Linked DNA regions of Rattus norvegicus: regions 1 and 2 are each linked to region 3. The links are chromatin contacts, called in public Hi-C and HiChIP or PLAC-seq maps. All regions are on one chromosome and are shown on one strand. The core of a region is the stretch at or near the end of the contact, and the rest is flanking DNA. Distances in the headings are between cores, read along the strand shown.

Region 1 (2,700 bases), core at 123-2,622, 170 kb after region 3:
CTTAAAAAAATAACTTGGGCCAGGTGATGGTGAAGTATGCCTTTAATTCCAGCACTTGAGAGACTGAAGCAGGCGGATCTCTGAGCTCGAGGCCAGCCTGGTTTATAGAGCAAATTCCAGGACAGCCAGGCCTACACAAAGAAACTCTGTCTTGATGGGGGGGGGGTGAGGTGAAGGAACTATGTGGGGGGGGGGGAGAGAGAACATTTGCTGCCAAGTCTAATTCCCCGCGTGCAGTCTATGAGACTCACACAGTGGAGGAGAGAACTGACTCCTGTGAGTTGTGTTTTGACCTTCGCACATAGGCATTGTTGGTACATGCTGTGCACCAGCACACAGTGCGCACTGTGCTGCATTAGGTGGTGTCCCAGGCACCAGGTGCGTGAGAGCGTGTGTGCTGATGCGGCTGCCGACTTTGTGGTAGAGCAGAGGGAAGGCGTGCACACCAGTCATGAGCTGGATTCCTTGCGCTTGTGTGGCCTTGGAGCAGTTGTCTTTTTTGGGTCTCCTCAGGTGTGGACTGGGCGTTAGAATACAGTATTGCTCTAACATAAGACATAGTTAGTGTATGTGGTATATTTTGCCCAGAGTTGGTCAAGGGATGCTGTTGTGATTTCCAGCTAATAAATAGGCTACGTTGTCATGAAAGTAACTCTCTGTGCTTTGCCCAGGTCACCTGACCTCATTCAATCTGAGTCACATTTCTTGGCTTTGCCTTAGAGACTTCAGTTTCTTTGGACGCATGTGGGGGTTTGGGGGGAAGAGAAGAGGGATGTTAAAATGTTACTCTTTTTTTTTCTCAAATTTCATAAAAACCTTGAAAATTGTCTTGCTTTTTCATCAGCTTACATGATGACTTTAGAGACACTTGTTTATGGGAATGAAAAATGACCCAGGATAGAGAATAAAACTAAAGCCGTGATTCTTGAAGTGAGATGAGGTATGTCTTTGTTACCTGTATGTAAGAAGCGCAAGTCTGCAGGCTTCGTTATCTCCAGCTCACTGAAGAATAAAACTAAAGCCGTGATTCTTGAAGTGAGATGAGGTATGTCTTTGTTACCTGTATGTAAGAAGCGCAAGTCTGCAGGCTTCGTTATCTCCAGCTCACTGAAGTAAACCTGGGTTTGGGGGACCCAGAGCCATGTTCTAGTAACTGGAGATAATACTAAGGATGATGGCTGTGCAGTGAGATCGTTGGCTGCTGGGAGGAAGGTGGTCATCCCTGTGGCCGGCTCCACGCAGGGCCAGGAGTTCACTCAGCAGCATGCGCTCTGTAGCTGGAGAGTGAAGTGCTGCCCTCAGCTCTCCGCCCACTGGGCCTGAGTGACAGGGCTGTGGCCACTCAGCAGGGGCGGTGATAGCACTTCAGAAGGACGGTCCTGTCCCTTGTCAATAGTGAATAAGCTGGGGTGTCTTGTTCTGTGCACCCTACTGCTGTCTGTTAAGGAATCAGCACGGTTCTCTGGGAGTGAGGCAGAGCAGAAAGCGGAAGCGCTCGCTGCTGGTTCTCGGTGAGGCAGCTGCTGGTTCCGGCAACCATAGGCTTCCAGGTCTGTTGTTAGCTTTGTTTTCCCAGGAACATCTCGGATGGTTTCACAGAATCAAGTCAGTTTTTAGATGTTAGAAAACCCCAGAAAGTGGTAAATCCAGGGCAGCTTAGAATGACATTCATTCTCCTGAACTCTGGTTTCTGAGAGGTCTGGGATACAAAAGATCACACATTACAGGAAGGATATGTTTGGTCAACAGAGGTAGCTGAAAATCTACAAAGTTTAAAACACTAAGAAATGAATGCAGCCTTCATTTCATCAACTCTACTTACTAAGTCTGAATTCTAACCCCTGGACATACATGTTGGAAGGAGAGAAGCAACTCCTACAAGTTGGCCTCTGACGTCTACTTGGGAGCTATGGTACGTGCCTGCACATGTGCACAGGCACGCGTGCACACACACACACACACACACACACACACACACACACACACACACACAATGTAAAGATTTTAGAAGAGAAGTATTTGGAACAGGCCCAGTTCTAGGTAAGCAGAGTGAGCATATGGCACCTCGTCGTGCCCAGGAAGAGTGTCTGTGGACCGAGTGCGCAGAGCGTCCGCTGGCTGGTGCGGGAGGGCATGTGGTAGTGGGGCTGCACAAGAAGACTGATTCACAGTGCTGCTGGACTGAAACTGAATTCATGGATTTTCCCCTTCTGACATTTTTAGCCTGAACAGAGGCAGACCAAACCCAAAGAGAGCAGCAATAGGGGGTTTGTGGGGAAAGAGTGGGTCCAATACTTAAGAGATAGGCAGGGGTTGGGGATTTAGCTCAGTGTAGAGCGCTTGCCTAGCAAGCACAAGGCCCTGGGTTCGGTCCCCAGCTCCGAAAAAAAAAAAAAAGAAAGAAAAAAAAAGAAAAAAAAAAAAAGAAAAAAAAGAAAAGAAAAAAAAAAAGAGATAGGCAGAAACTCTCCTTTGTGTTGTTTTCCCTCTGTTCTTAAAAAAATTGTTGTTATTTTCTGTGTATTTGTATGCATTTTATATGTATTTTGCCTGTCTGTATGTATGTGTATCACATCTGTGCCTGGTGCCCAAGGAGGTGTCCAAGATGTAATAGAACCTCTGAGGCTGGGGTTACAGACAGTATTGAGCAGCCATGTCTATGGGTGTTGGGGGCTGGACTTGGTTTAGCTGAGCCAAATC
Region 2 (2,700 bases), core at 93-2,592, 130 kb after region 3:
TCCAGGGATGGAATTTAGGTTGCCAGGCATGCACAAGAAGTGCCTTTATCCACTGAACCCACTGGCCCTAATTTTAAATGTTTTGCGGGGCTGGAGAGATGGCTCAGCATTTATGAGCACTTGCTCTTCCAAAGGGTCCAGGTTCAATTCCTAACACCCACATGGCAGTCCACCTGTGTAACTGCAGTTCCAGGGGACCTGGTGCTCTCTTCTGACCTTAGCAGGCACCAGGTACTCTAGTACACAGACATACATGGAGGCAAAATACTCATACAGATATAATAATGTTCATTTCTATTCGCATCTACCATATGAAATAGTAAAAATTGTTAAGTGTTTGGTTTAAGTATTCCTGCAGGCCTTGTGTGGGGCTCTGATGTCACACCCGCCATACCTTGAGCAACTTGGAGCAAGTTGCTTTCTTTTTTTTTTTTTTTTCCCAGAGCTGAGGACCGAACCCAGGGCTTTGCGCTTCCTAGGTAAGCGCTCTACCACTGAGCTAAATCCCCAGCCCCGCAAGTTGCTTTCTTTACATTTCAGTGTCTGCGGTGTACTTAGCACACTTGTGACTGGGCTGTATGGCCCCTCACATGTACAGCACGTGGTGAGTGCTCAGAGTGGTCGCTTCTGTTCAGAATTAAGCACACCTTTGCTCCCAGAGCTCTGGAAGCAGAGGCAGGCAGATCTCTGTGAGTTTGAGGCCATCTTTGTCAGTTAGTGAGCTCCAGGCCAGCTAGGGCTACTTAGTGAAAGAGACTCTTTCTCTCAAACAAAGAAGTAAAGAATTATGTCGCCTTTGTGAAGTGGTCTGCATATCTTCCTGATCCATCGCTACTTCACACCTCCCTGTTTAGTCATTAAATGTCACTGAAACATTTGGGAGAGAAAGGAACACTCCATATATTCTGTCCTTAATTTAAAGGGTCTCCTGCTGGCCTTTAAATTGTAAGTTAAGTGTCTGTCTTTAGGGCCCCGAGGGAGTCTTTAGGATCTTCAATAGTTTGAAGTCTGGTATGCTGAAATATACGGGTGAAATAGTTCACCCAGAATGTGAGAGCTTCAGGTAAGTTGCCATTCGCCTTCCAGAGGGATGTATGAGTTTAGGTAATTGTCTTAGGACTGTTTTTGCCCTAAGAATAACCTAAGAAAGAACTTTTATAATTGACTTCCATTCTGTACAGTGACAGTACAAAGAGTGAGCAGTGGGCTGCCTCCTACTTTTGAGTGAGATCCAGGTTAGCCCAGCATGGCTGCTTTCTTAGCCCTGGCTCTTTGTCTGGAGCTGAGGTTTCTGGCTCTTATCTAAGTAGATGGGTGTGAAGGTTGAGCACCCAGCAGGCTCTGTGCTCTTGGCAGGTAGCCGCTCCTGTGAACTGGTGTAATGCTCTTGGACTATCCTGGTCCCTTTGACCTTCCTACTTAAAGAGACTTAAAGACTTAAAGAGCACTAAAAGAGAGACTCTCTCCCAGTTACTTCCTGTGACACTCTCTGCAGTACAGGGGAATTCACACAAGCGGAATGTACCTAAGGAATTCTGGTGTTAGATCTCATTGGTAGCCTGTCCTGAGCTAAAGTTTATCCTGAACACCCTGTGTTCTGGGCTGAGATGCAGCCTGGTGGAACTTTGCTTCAAGAAGCAGAAGACCTCATCAGAACCCTTACTGTTAAACATGGGGCACCCCAAGAGGCTTTCTCAAGGATGTTGTGGGTGTTAGATACAGAAGACTTGTGGGGCCTGTTCAGCTTAGAGAAGCCTGGTCTGCATTAACTGGTAGCTATACATGTGGAAGATATTACAAGTAATCCTGCTCCCCTGGTACTGACTGATGTATGTGCCCTCAGGCGTGGCTGAGTAGAAACAAGCTTTGGGTATTTTGCCCTTAAAATAAGGACCTGGAAATCAGGTAGAACTGGGCTGAGGGGAGACGTGGCAGCTAAGGTGAGTGTACTGTCCTGTCCTTTGATGGTGAGAGAAAACAGTAGTATTCCTTTACTGGTGGTGCCAGGAATGCCCTTTCCCCAGGAACATCAGAGAGGAGCTGCGTCAAGAAGGGATACTTGGGCCCATAACCTTTGGGGGTGGGGAAAGTCCCCAGGAATGGTCCTAGCTAGGGCAATTTGTCCTTCTGCAACCACCAGGGAGGGGATTTCACTTCCTAAGGACAAATCTAATCATTTGGTCTGTGTTTCAGAATGGTGTGATGTGTGATGTGTGTGTGTGTGTGTGTGTGTGTGTGTGTGTGTGTGTGTGTGAAGATTATGGCCATGGATTTGGGGAGGAGGAAATCAAGTGGTTGCGACTGGATTAGACTGTCTCACATAGCCCTGTCTACATTATTAGTAGAACTTGGCTCTCTTTGTTACTTGTCTTACACAAAGAACAGCCCTATGGGATGGATTTGGGCTGTTCCAAAACCTCAGGCAGTTTCCTCTTTGCTTCCTGCAGAACACATGAAACTTACGTGGTCTTGCTATGTGTTAAAAACAGCCTTCCTCATATGCCTGTTTCATATCTTGTGTGTTTGTCTCTGGTCCGGAAAGTGGTGACTAATCACCATTTACCCTGCATTTTGTCCCTCCCCTGGCAGTGTGCTCTTCCTCCCTAAATGGACTCAGTTAATGCTGAGTCTGCCCAGGTTAGAGTGCCTGCTGTAGGCACATTGTGTTGCTCTGATGTAGATGTCAGAAAATGACTATCA
Region 3 (2,700 bases), core at 154-2,653:
TGAGGAGTCACAGAGCTTATCTGGTGCAGACCTCACTTCTCACTAGCACCAATGGCAGACACCACCCAGGACTCTGCCAAGGCTGTGGATTATCCACTAGCCCAGGAGTGTCTGGCTACATTAATGCCTTAGGAGGCCAGGCATGCTACCTATGGCCACCAAGGGTCAGTGTGGTGTAGCGTTGCTCAGCAACGAGGTCTTAAGAGGTTCAGCTCCCTGGACCTCTGTTTCCTCCTCTGGAAACAATGAGGGAGAATCTATGAGTTCAAAGTCTCCTGAGGGCATGCTGAGCCCCACCCTGTGCTGGGCTAAGAGGTCCTTTCTCTCACTGTCCTCTTCCTGTATAGCTGAAACTGGGTCAGGTTTTTTTTGGTTTTTTTTTTTTTTTTTTTTTTTTTTTTTTTTTTGGTTCTTTTTTTCGGAGCTGGGGACCGAACCCAGGGCCTTGCGCTTCCTAGGTAAGCGCTCTACCACTGAGCTAAATCCCCAGCCCCCTGGGTCAGTTTTAATGACCAGCTACTGCTAGTCCCTCTTCACAGTCCGTGGAGATGCTAGAGGACTGTGCTCTCTGAGGAAGCCCCAACCAGCTCCTAGGAAGGGCAATAGGGAGAAGCTGGGGGAGGTGAGACCCCTGGTGGACATCCTGGTCATTGCAGTGAGGACTGATCAAAGCTCCGCTTTTCCAGCCCAGTAGACCTCCAACACAGAGGGAGGCTAGCCATCCCCTCTGAACGCTGGAATCTTCATACACAGCTCTTTGGCGGCGCGACCTTCAGTGATTGTCTCCGTAGCCAAAGTGATAAAGAACACAGCCATACTTCAGAGAGAGAAGCGGACCACGCACATCACAGTGTGGACCAGGCCTGCGCTCAAGCAGGTCTAGGTAGGCTCCGTGACTCATCTGTCACTTATCAGCTATGAAATTGACCACGTGACCGATGTTCTCCGATCAGCAGCAACTCTGTCAGAGGGTCTGCCAAAGCCCACCTCCGAGGCTCATGGAGGAGCTGCCCACTTCACGAGCTGTGCACAGAACCTCCCGGGCTGCTCTCAATACCCACTGGTTTTGTTTGTCTGTGTCCTGGAGTGGGAGGCAGCAGGGAGGAAGCTGGGAGCTGCGTCACCCAGCAGTCTACCTGTAAAGTTTGCATGCTACATGTGTGCGTGCCTGTGGTGCCACCCAGAGCCAGAGGCCTGTCAACGGCTGCAGATAGATGGCAGGTGTGCACACTCTCTGTTCATGCCAAGCTGCCTCCCCTTCATAAAGACCTGGTTCTTGTTGGCTACTCTCCTGCTCCTCCCCCCCATCTCCCTCCCCCCACCCCAGCCAAGCTCAGTGATCTATTCTAAGCAGGCTGCTGTCCCTGGGCACACTCAGGCCTTCTGTTTGTCCATAGCCAGCCTGTGAAACTCTCATAATGTAGCCTTGTTCTCCTTACCACACAGCAGCCCGCTGCTCAGAGCCTGCCTGGGGAGGAGGCCGTGCCAGCTGCACAGAGCTGGTTTCCAGGAAGACATAAGCACTGTGTGTGGCCAGAGATGGAGCCACCTCTCTGTTGGCAACCCCTTCAAATTAGGGTCAATTGGTTACAGGCAAAAGGCATTTTCAACAAGCAGAGAAAGCAGGCTTCTCACTGAGCTCCAATACACTAAAGGTTCAGGGCCTTTGCGAAGGACCGTCTGTCCCTTATGGGACAACCTCATCCTTCTTCAAGACTAAGCTGAAGTTGCCCTGTTTCCTGCTTAGTGGGCATTCACAGCTGAAGGCCTCTCACTCTGTCATCTTGCCCTGTTGGTTTTCCCTATGTGTATTTTCTGTTTTATCTCTAGGCTCTCCTATGTGTGCCCAACCTGAGCCCTGGGGCTGTTTGCATCCAGGAGAGCCACCATTGCAGTTTGACACATTTGTAAACCACAATATCAAATCACAGTATCAAAGGTAGGACATTTCTGCAAGAAGAAGGCCTCAAGAGAAGAAGAAGGACCTATAGAGGTCCACTTCCCCAGGGTCTAGTATAATACCAGGCTCAGAGAAAGCCATGGCCACAACTGGCCACCTGTCAGAAGTTAATCTGACCAAGACTAACCACTCAGTGACCAATTGCTTAACTGATGAGATCAGAGACAGGAACAGGAATGAGATCGAGTCCCCATGCAGCAGGAATCCTTGCCTATAATGGGTTTTTAACCATACAATCAGGTCAGAGGCAGGGCAGATTTCTGGAGCTGATGCCAATCCTAGGCCTGACACAACACTGTACCACGAGTGAGGTCTGAGCAACCACGTCAGGGTGGTGTGCAGGACCTCAGAATCCCTGTGCCTGCTACTCACTGGGCCTGGAACTCTGCCAGCCTGCATGCAAGGAGGCTGCCTCAACGGAAGTGCCTCCTGGGGTGGACAGCCCCATCTACATTCTCCACTACTCTCCCTCTCCCCTCTGTCCAGCTCTTGCCCTGCCCATCTCCATGGAGACAGTAATTCTACCTATTCTCATTACAAAGGGCTTGGGCTAGACCTGGCCTGTCCTGGCTTGCCCATCCTCTGTCCTTGGTATTCAGTAATAGCAGCTCAGGGTACCCACCTAGTGACCATTTCTTGTAGAGTAAACAAAGGACCTGCTACCTATAGAGGTTCATTCTTAGGCTGGTTCGGTCAGAACCTTAGGCACCAAGTACTTAGGCAATAAAGATAGAGTTTGT

The links. A called contact is a pair of places that touch in the nucleus more often than the background predicts. HiChIP or PLAC-seq counts read pairs in DNA pulled down with a chosen protein or histone mark.
Region 1: a contact with region 3 is called in a Hi-C map of Schwann cells, with 4 times the contacts expected there. The contact joins two enhancer-like sites. A contact is called at or near these places in 5 of 12 Hi-C or Micro-C datasets (Schwann cells, frontal cortex, hepatocytes and 2 more) and 1 of 1 datasets of contacts at active chromatin or transcription factors (oligodendrocytes).
Region 2: an H3K27ac HiChIP or PLAC-seq map of oligodendrocytes shows a contact between it and region 3, with 2.1 times the contacts expected there. The contact joins two enhancer-like sites. A contact is called at or near these places in 1 of 12 Hi-C or Micro-C datasets (mammary epithelial cells) and 1 of 1 datasets of contacts at active chromatin or transcription factors (oligodendrocytes).

Annotation. Positions count from the first base shown.
Region 1 is chr14:78,448,834-78,451,533 of GRCr8, forward strand. All of the region lies in intron 4 of Tbc1d14 (TBC1 domain family, member 14), which reads left to right. Among named protein-coding and RNA genes, the nearest start is that of Tbc1d14, 53 kb to the left of the region's middle. Within about 2 kb of position 1,373, at least 16 of the 93 cell types and tissues checked have an H3K27ac peak or open chromatin away from gene starts, as enhancers often do. A contact at or near this core is called in Schwann cells, where this site is marked.
Region 2 is chr14:78,404,584-78,407,283 of GRCr8, forward strand. All of the region lies in intron 2 of Tbc1d14 (TBC1 domain family, member 14), which reads left to right. Among named protein-coding and RNA genes, the nearest start is that of Tbc1d14, 8.6 kb to the left of the region's middle. Within about 2 kb of position 1,343, at least 5 of the 93 cell types and tissues checked have an H3K27ac peak or open chromatin away from gene starts, as enhancers often do.
Region 3 is chr14:78,276,333-78,279,032 of GRCr8, forward strand. LOC103693769 (a long non-coding RNA gene) reads left to right here. Exons shown (of 2, transcript XR_595849.4): 2 at 687-2,700. Among named protein-coding and RNA genes, the nearest start is that of Bloc1s4, 9.9 kb to the left of the region's middle. Within about 2 kb of position 1,404, at least 49 of the 93 cell types and tissues checked have an H3K27ac peak or open chromatin away from gene starts, as enhancers often do. A contact at or near this core is called in Schwann cells, where this site is marked.